2 separate regions of the Anas platyrhynchos genome follow, and region 2 is linked to region 1. A link is a contact called in public Hi-C data. All regions are on one chromosome and are shown on one strand. Each heading gives the region's core, a stretch centred on a gene start, on an enhancer-like site or on the middle of the called end of the contact. The rest is flanking DNA. Distances are from core to core; before and after follow the strand shown.

Evidence for each region. A called contact is a pair of places that touch in the nucleus more often than the background predicts.
Region 2: a contact with region 1 is called in a Hi-C map of subcutaneous adipose tissue, with 4 times the contacts expected there. The contact joins the promoter of LOC140000613 here to the enhancer-like site in region 1. A contact is called at or near these places in 3 of 8 Hi-C or Micro-C datasets (liver, skeletal muscle and subcutaneous adipose tissue).

What each region holds. Positions count from the first base shown.
Region 1 is chr1:139,397,161-139,400,750 of IASCAAS_PekinDuck_T2T, reverse strand. It overlaps VWA3B (von Willebrand factor A domain containing 3B), which reads left to right. Exons shown (of 29, transcript XM_027446666.3): 11 at 184-338; 12 at 2,243-2,381. Among named protein-coding and RNA genes, the nearest start is that of VWA3B, 29 kb to the left of the region's middle. Within about 2 kb of position 1,725, at least 1 of the 8 cell types and tissues checked has an H3K27ac peak or open chromatin away from gene starts, as enhancers often do. A contact at or near this core is called in subcutaneous adipose tissue, where this site is marked.
Region 2 is chr1:139,588,709-139,592,384 of IASCAAS_PekinDuck_T2T, reverse strand. LOC140000613 reads left to right here and starts at 1,606. Exons shown (of 1, transcript XM_072030743.1): 1 at 1,606-3,676. INPP4A (inositol polyphosphate-4-phosphatase type I A) reads left to right here. Exons shown (of 25, transcript XM_072030729.1): 25 at 1-1,453.

The DNA.
Region 1 (3,590 bases), core at 476-2,975:
TTTCTATTGACTTGTGCTAGAAGCAAATTCCATGACCACCCTATTCTGTGTCCATTTCTGCACCTGTTCATTTGCAACAAGGCCGTACCTTTGAAGTTTGTTTACTAAATATTGTAGGGCACAGCAAAAAATAAATAAATAAATATATATCTTGGAACTGAAACCTGTTTTTCCTGCCTGTAGGAGACAAAGAGGAAAGTAATTCACGCAAAATACTGTGACAAGTTTGTACATACCTTCTGGAAAGATGGATCAGTAGTTCATGTATATGTTACTACAGAAAAGTATAAGTGGTATGAAGAGAAAATGAGGACTGCTCTCAGACAAGTGGAAGGAAGGTTAGTGTTCTGTCACATAAAAACATTTTGTGTTATTTCACGAGTGTTAAAATGTTTGACATTTCCTGTCATAATAAGCTCAAGTAGTTGGTACATTGCCAGTAGCAGTATTAAGCCAGAAATCCATTCGCGTGTAAGATTTCTTAGTAGCCACCTAAGAAAACCGATGAGCAGTATCTTTTATTCTTCTTCTGTAACACAAAGACAAAAGTCAGTCAGCACATTGTAGAAATACTTCTGGCAGTGGAAGAAAACATTGGAACTTAGGGTACATTGGAACAAGGCAGAGAACTTCCAGAGTTGTTCCTCCTGCCCACCTAGGAATCCCTTGTGATACCTCTAGCACCAAGTAGCATCTATTGGCTTGTGCCCTTTTCTCCAATTTTGTGTTGAAGAGAACAAGTTTGATCAAGGTTAAGGCATGAGCTAACCATTAAGTAACACCTACGATCAGAAGTTCAGCGCTCAATTAGTTTTGCTTTTCTTTAGCCATATAGATGCACTCTGAGATTCTGTAGGATGGCTGCAAAAAAAAAAAATAGGCCATTAGAGGGTCTGATTCCTCTGTCCTAAAGATGTCCTTAAGTAAATCAGATTGAATTGTGACCCATTTCTGTGCTGTCTGGAAAGAAAGTTTTGGCTAATTTCAAAGTGGATATCTCCATTATAGATTACATATTTCCTAGGTTTTGTATCTACATTAGGATGAGAAGGAAACATTCAAAATAGAGATTGTAGATTCAAAAGGAAGAATAAATATTGCCCTGTGTTTTGTATATTAGGACAATGAGATGTCTCACTGAAGAAAGCAGGATGTGAACTTTTGTTTTACTGCAGCTTCTCTATCAGAATGTAATAGCCTGAATATATTTAGCAGGGTCAAACAGAGTTTTGTTGTTCATTTTAATTTATCTTCATCTTGCTGTATTTAGTATAACATTAACATGATTAACATGCAGTGAAAGGAAAATCTGAGGTAAAGGGCTTTGTTGTGTTTATAAAATCCAAGCCAAGGTCATGGGTTTGATGTTTAAAAAGGTTCACCTCATTGTTAAGAAGTCTTGGTAGACTTCATCAAACACTTTGGGGGAAATAACTAATGGTAAAATGGCTGTCAGTAGTGAATGTAATAGGATCTTTTTACTTTCTGTGATATAGTTTTTTAAACCTCTGTGGGAGATGAGTAATATTTTTCCCAGGGCCATTATATTCCGTCTGCTAAAATGCCTGTGTTTCAGAGTAGTCAAGTAGTTTATGAATCTCATGGGAAATTAGATTTGGACCTGTTGCAGCTGTTACTAAGGAAATGTTGTTGTACACAACTGTATGCATGCACGTATTTAGCTGGCAGGCATGCGTAAATCCTGTTTAAAATGTAAAACTCAGTCTGTGTTTAAGGCCCTGGGTCAACAAGGCATTGAAGCATCTGTGTTACATTAAGACTCTTTAAAGTGCTCAAGTTGCTTGCAGAATAGGTTCTCAAGTGGTTTCCTGAAAAGGGAAGTGTATTAGCGGATGCTTAAATGATTTCTTGAGTTCAGGCTGGAGAACAGTTACAGAGGCAATAGTTATAGGTACTTTCTCATGGGATTTGCTAGCTCAAACTACTGTATAATTGCCATTATACATATTGACATTATACTTTTTTTTTTTTTGTGCATGCGTTTTTTGTTCATCTTCAGATCCCCATTGAAATTAGAAAATAAAAATGTCTTGTGTTGTTATGTAGTGAAAGATGACTGGTTCAGCAAGGCCAATATGCTGCTTATGACAGGGATGGACAACAGCATTTAAACAACAGGAATAGAAAATACAGCAGTGATAAAAGATCCTTTCTGTTAGATGCTGATACACAGTTCTCCCAAGATCTTATATATATATATATTTTTTTTTTCCTTGCCCAGAATTAAGTGGCTTCAACAAGGAAGCAGAGGGCTCTTTGGGAATGTGTTTGAAGATGATGTCTATATTCTTATTGATACATCCCAGTCTATGAAGGACAAGCTGCCACTGGTGAAGGAGAAAATATTTCAGCTCATACAGGTTTGATGAAGTGATGATTCTGAAAAATGTTGAGTATTTTAGAGTAGGCTGACCTTTTCCGGATGGTTGTTACCCTATCTGTCTACTTATCAGTGACTTTTAAATTTATTTTGAAATGGTTTTCCAAAATCATCAGCTTTATAAAAGTATTTTGATTTTTCTTGGTGTGCCACTTTTTTAGTTTATGTTTTCTATTCTTGTTTGTTTGTTTTTCTTGTGCATCTGTAAAAATGTTTGAAAGAAACCTGGAGAAAATGTTAAAAATGAAAATGGCTTAGATAGTTTTTGTATCCCTCAAGCCAACTCACTCCTAAAAAAAAAATAATAATTTTCATTTATTTTAAGCAGTGTCATCTGATTCCACTGGAATGCTGTGATTTGTAAGAGGTATTTCATACTGTGACATTAGAGGGTGTAGAGCATTTCAAGCTTGCTTGCATCTTACAGAGTCACTCAGATCTTTCCTAAGTGACTTGCAAAGTGCAGAAGTAGCTTAGAAGCAGTGAGTACTTGAAGACACACCTGAAATGAATTTATCCCACCTAGTTTTAGAAATCTACAATGATATCACCTGAGCTGACATTAATATTTGAGAGAAAGAGGTACTGTTAAAGCTTGATTTTTTCAGATTTGAAAGAAATAACCAACAAACGTGCCATCAGTCTGGCACGGATAGCAGTCATTAGTAGGGCTAAAAATATTAAAACTGTAAGAGAGAGGTTTTTGAGCTGTGTGTAAGTGATAGGATGCAGTATGATGTGGTCCATTTCTCTGGTACTAGATCAGCCTAGAAAATGATTAGATGCTGTGCCAGAAGTTGTCACAGGACTGCACAGAAATAGTGGAGTGAAAGAGTCCAGGCTCTGGAAGTTTTACAGGCTTGCACAAAACTTTCACTCCTTGTAACTTTGGTCCAAAAACAACTTCATCAAATTCTCAGTTCTCTTTTGCTGTCCTAGTTCCCCTTGCCAGTGTCCTGCATTTGATTCTTGTTCTTCTCCTCTAAATGATGTCTTATTTTGATTCTGATTTCAAATTCTTTTGTTAAGCAGTCAAAATATTTCCCTTATACCAATGTTAATACCTAGTTTCCTTTCTGTTTCTCTCTTTCTCTTTCCTTCTCTTTCTCTCTTTCTCTTCCTCTCTTTCTCTCTCTCTCTCTCTTTCTCTCCTAGACATTTGCTGTTCAAATAGTTTGAGAAATATGAG
Region 2 (3,676 bases), core at 357-2,856, 190 kb before region 1:
GAGAGTAGCAGCAGCCAGGTAAGTATATGGCTGGCTTCTTTCTCCCTCGCACTGATGTTTGTCTGTGCTGTCACTGCTCTATCAGTCATGTTCATTCTGCTCCCATACAGGTTTGGGGGTTTTAAGCCTAGCAGTTTTTGCATTTTGCTTTCTGCAGTCCAACACTGAGCAGCATGTCACCTCGCCAGTTAAGAGAGTTCTGCTGAGCTAGGTCGTTACCATTACTTCAGTCTTTCTAGGAGAACAAAACAAAAAAATTCTGAGCAAATTCACTGCTTTTGTAGCACCTGTCCTGAACAAACCATCTGTAGAAGAACAGTCCCTTGGAAACATTACGAACCTGTTCTCCAACTAATAAATGTGTTGCTTTTATTTTTGGGTTTTTGCAAATATGTAAGCAAATATACAGTTGAAAAACTTTTCAGTGGGATTTATTTAGGCATTATTCCATTAGTTCTGTTCAACCTTCAGTCCCTGGCCCGTTATTAAATGCTACATTTATTTTTGTATAAACTATACTCTTTGTATCCCTTAGTTTTTATGAGTTGATGATTTTATTTTGTATATTTCAAACATAGTTAATATTTTAAGTCCTGTATTGTTACACTAAAAACCTTCCAATGTTCCGCTTCAGAAGAAAATACCGAGAGGTCTGTTGTAACAATTAGCAGAGCCACTCTCTTAGGTTGTGGCCAGCAATCATTAGATCTACTCTAGAGCTTAGTGAGCCTTTATTTATTTTGTATACCAGTGTAATCAGAAAAAGTTCCCGAATTTTCTATATGCATGGTTTTCGCTCACCTTTTTAAAGTGGTGGCATACCGGTCTCCAGTATTGCATTATTTTGTTTAAAATATTCTGATTTTAGTACGCTTACATGTAAAACCTCATCGTCCAGCTAACGTTTTATATATACAACGGTGTCAGTACATGCACGTCAATGGCTTGTTTTAAAGGGCATCGCGAACAGTAAGATCTTGAGCAGTTCATTGAAAAACTGTGAAACTTGAAATCCACATCGGGGACTTCACAGGGGTGAAGTAAGCTTTTCTGTTGCACAGGAGAGGCAAATTTAAGGATTACTGTAAAATGAAGTTCTGTCTAATGTTCTTTTTTGAGTAATTTTTTAAATTATAAAACATACAAAGGTAAAAAAAAAAAAAGTTGCCAAGTATGTTCTGTGTATGTTCTGTGAAAGTACCTACAGCACAGTTGCCTTTTGTTTCATTTATACATGTAAAATTATTGTATAATACAACACTGTTTTGTCCCAACACAATTGTATTTGCCAAGCTTTGTGCATTGAAATATTTTTATTTATTTGTTTTTGGGCAGTATTAATATATCATAAACATATGGCTACTGTTTTATATATTCTAATTCATCCAACCCATGTATGCTGTAAATGTGCTAGTCTAGGATGAAAACCAATAAAGAACTGACAAGAATAACAGATGGTGGCTTACTTTTACTGCTTTGGGGGCAAATTAATCAACGCTTTCAGGTTGCTTGGCTTGACGTGCTTTATCTGTTGGAGAATATATGAAAGTGTGCATGGAGATATTTTTACACGGATGTGCAAGTTGGGAACTCCTCAGCCCTGCCGCTGTCAATTTTCTGCAGTGAAGTCAGGCACTGGTTCATCCTGTGCAGACATGCCAGTCTGCAGCAACAGTTAAAGAAATGGTGAGAGATTTGTGGGTTTCAAGCTTGTTTCTTCTCCGTTAATCTTCTGCAACTCCTTCCTGAGCTTCCTTCTCCATTTGGCACTCTTTCTTCCAGTAACAATTCCTCCTCTCTTCTTCAGTCAATGCATCCCCACAGCAGCTCTGGTAGTTATGCTGATTTCAGTAGGGATGGGTTGTCATTGTTGATTCTCATTTTGATATCAGATTAAATAAATTTCACGTGGGAGTGTAACAGACAATCATCCAAAGCATTCGGATTTCTATAGAATACAAAGAATAGAACATAAAAATTAAATTCTTCTGTCACTGAATGTTTGAGAATTGCCAAATACAATTTTATTTGTGTGAGAGAAGACTGATGGCCACAGATGGGAAATGACTTCTATGGATTCAGTTTTCTGGTTACACAAAATAAAACAGTACCGGGAAAAAACAAAAAAACAAAAACAAAAAAAAAACAACCAAAAAACACACACTGATTTCATTAAAGATGCAGAAGGAGAAGATGCTTGACAGGTGGGATTTCCTAAATGGAATATACAAAATACATCTACATATGTGTGGGGGCATACATACATACATTAGTATTTCGTGACTTTTCAACTGATGTCAAAAAAAGTATCCGCCAGTGTTCATTTTAATTTAAAATAATCAAAATCCTACAAAAGAAACATTTTGGGTTTTCATCCATACTCATAGCAATGACGAACACTGGGGTTTGGGGGTCTGCAGAACAGAGCGGGTTCCCACGTTGCCATGAGTTTGGTTAATTGATGCTTTCAACCTGGGGGTATTGACTAGTGCTCGACTCGCTGGAGCCACCGGGGGTACCTGCAGTGATAAGGGCACATCCTGAGGTTATCACCACCGCAACGAGGAGCTGCTGAGAGCAGCACTGACTGCAGCCCAGACTGAACCACTTGGTCTGGAGTCAGTCGCTGCCCGTCAGGCTCCTGAGGTGTTTCATTATTCATAAAGTTGATAAGTTCAAAGGAGAGAGATGAAGACCCATCCTGCAGAGGCTAATGGTAAAGGAATTATCCGGGACATGAACACTGTGGTGGAAAGCAATGATCTGGGGTGGGAAGGTGTTTGTTTGCTCGGCTCTGTCATCAGGGACACCACAAATCTCTTCTGCTGAGCCTGCACAAAGGTTCCTGGCAAAAACCTTTGTTGGGAGGAATGAAATAATTTCCATTTGGCTGGGGGCGGGGAGAAGGGGCAACGTTTCAGAAAGTTCCCAATCTATATGAATTAAAATTTTAACGATGATCAATATGGAACTGGGGCATAAAGCAGTTGCTTATCCACGTGGTCTCCAGATCAGACCTGGTTCTGGCGACTAAGATGTACGCTTAATTGCTGCTACTTCATACAAAGTCATAAAGCTTCTCCAACATGCACATCAATGCTGCAATAAGATCTTATTGCTGCCTACGACTCACGTGAGTTGTGCCTACTTACCAGTACGATGCAGAGAAAAGCTGCTCAACTCTTAGGCTTTAAATCAAGTCAGGATGGGTGAGGTTTGTCAATTTATTGATGACATGTAATTAACCATCCATCAGTGAATATGTTCAGAATCAGCGTGAGCAGTACAGAAGATAAACAACAATCTCAGACGCTTATAAAGTCTTCCTGGACACCTAAAAATGTCTAAGTACCCTTCTGTAACTAATTATAAACATTTCACAGCTTTGCACGTGTGACTCCTTTACAGCCACACGGGTTACACGTGTGCACCCCAGTCCCCCATGTGGTGGGTGCCCCCTTCTTTGCCCACTCCTCCAGGCAAGGAGGCTGCAGCAGCTCCACGTCAGAGAATCATCAAATGGTTTGGGTTGGAAGGGACCTTAAAGCCCATCCTGTTCCATGGGCAGGGACACCTCCCACCAGCCCAGGTTGCCCAAAGCCCCATCCAGCCTGGCCTTGAGCACCTCCAGGGATGGGGCATCCACAGCTTCTCCGGGCAGCCTGTGCCAGGGCCT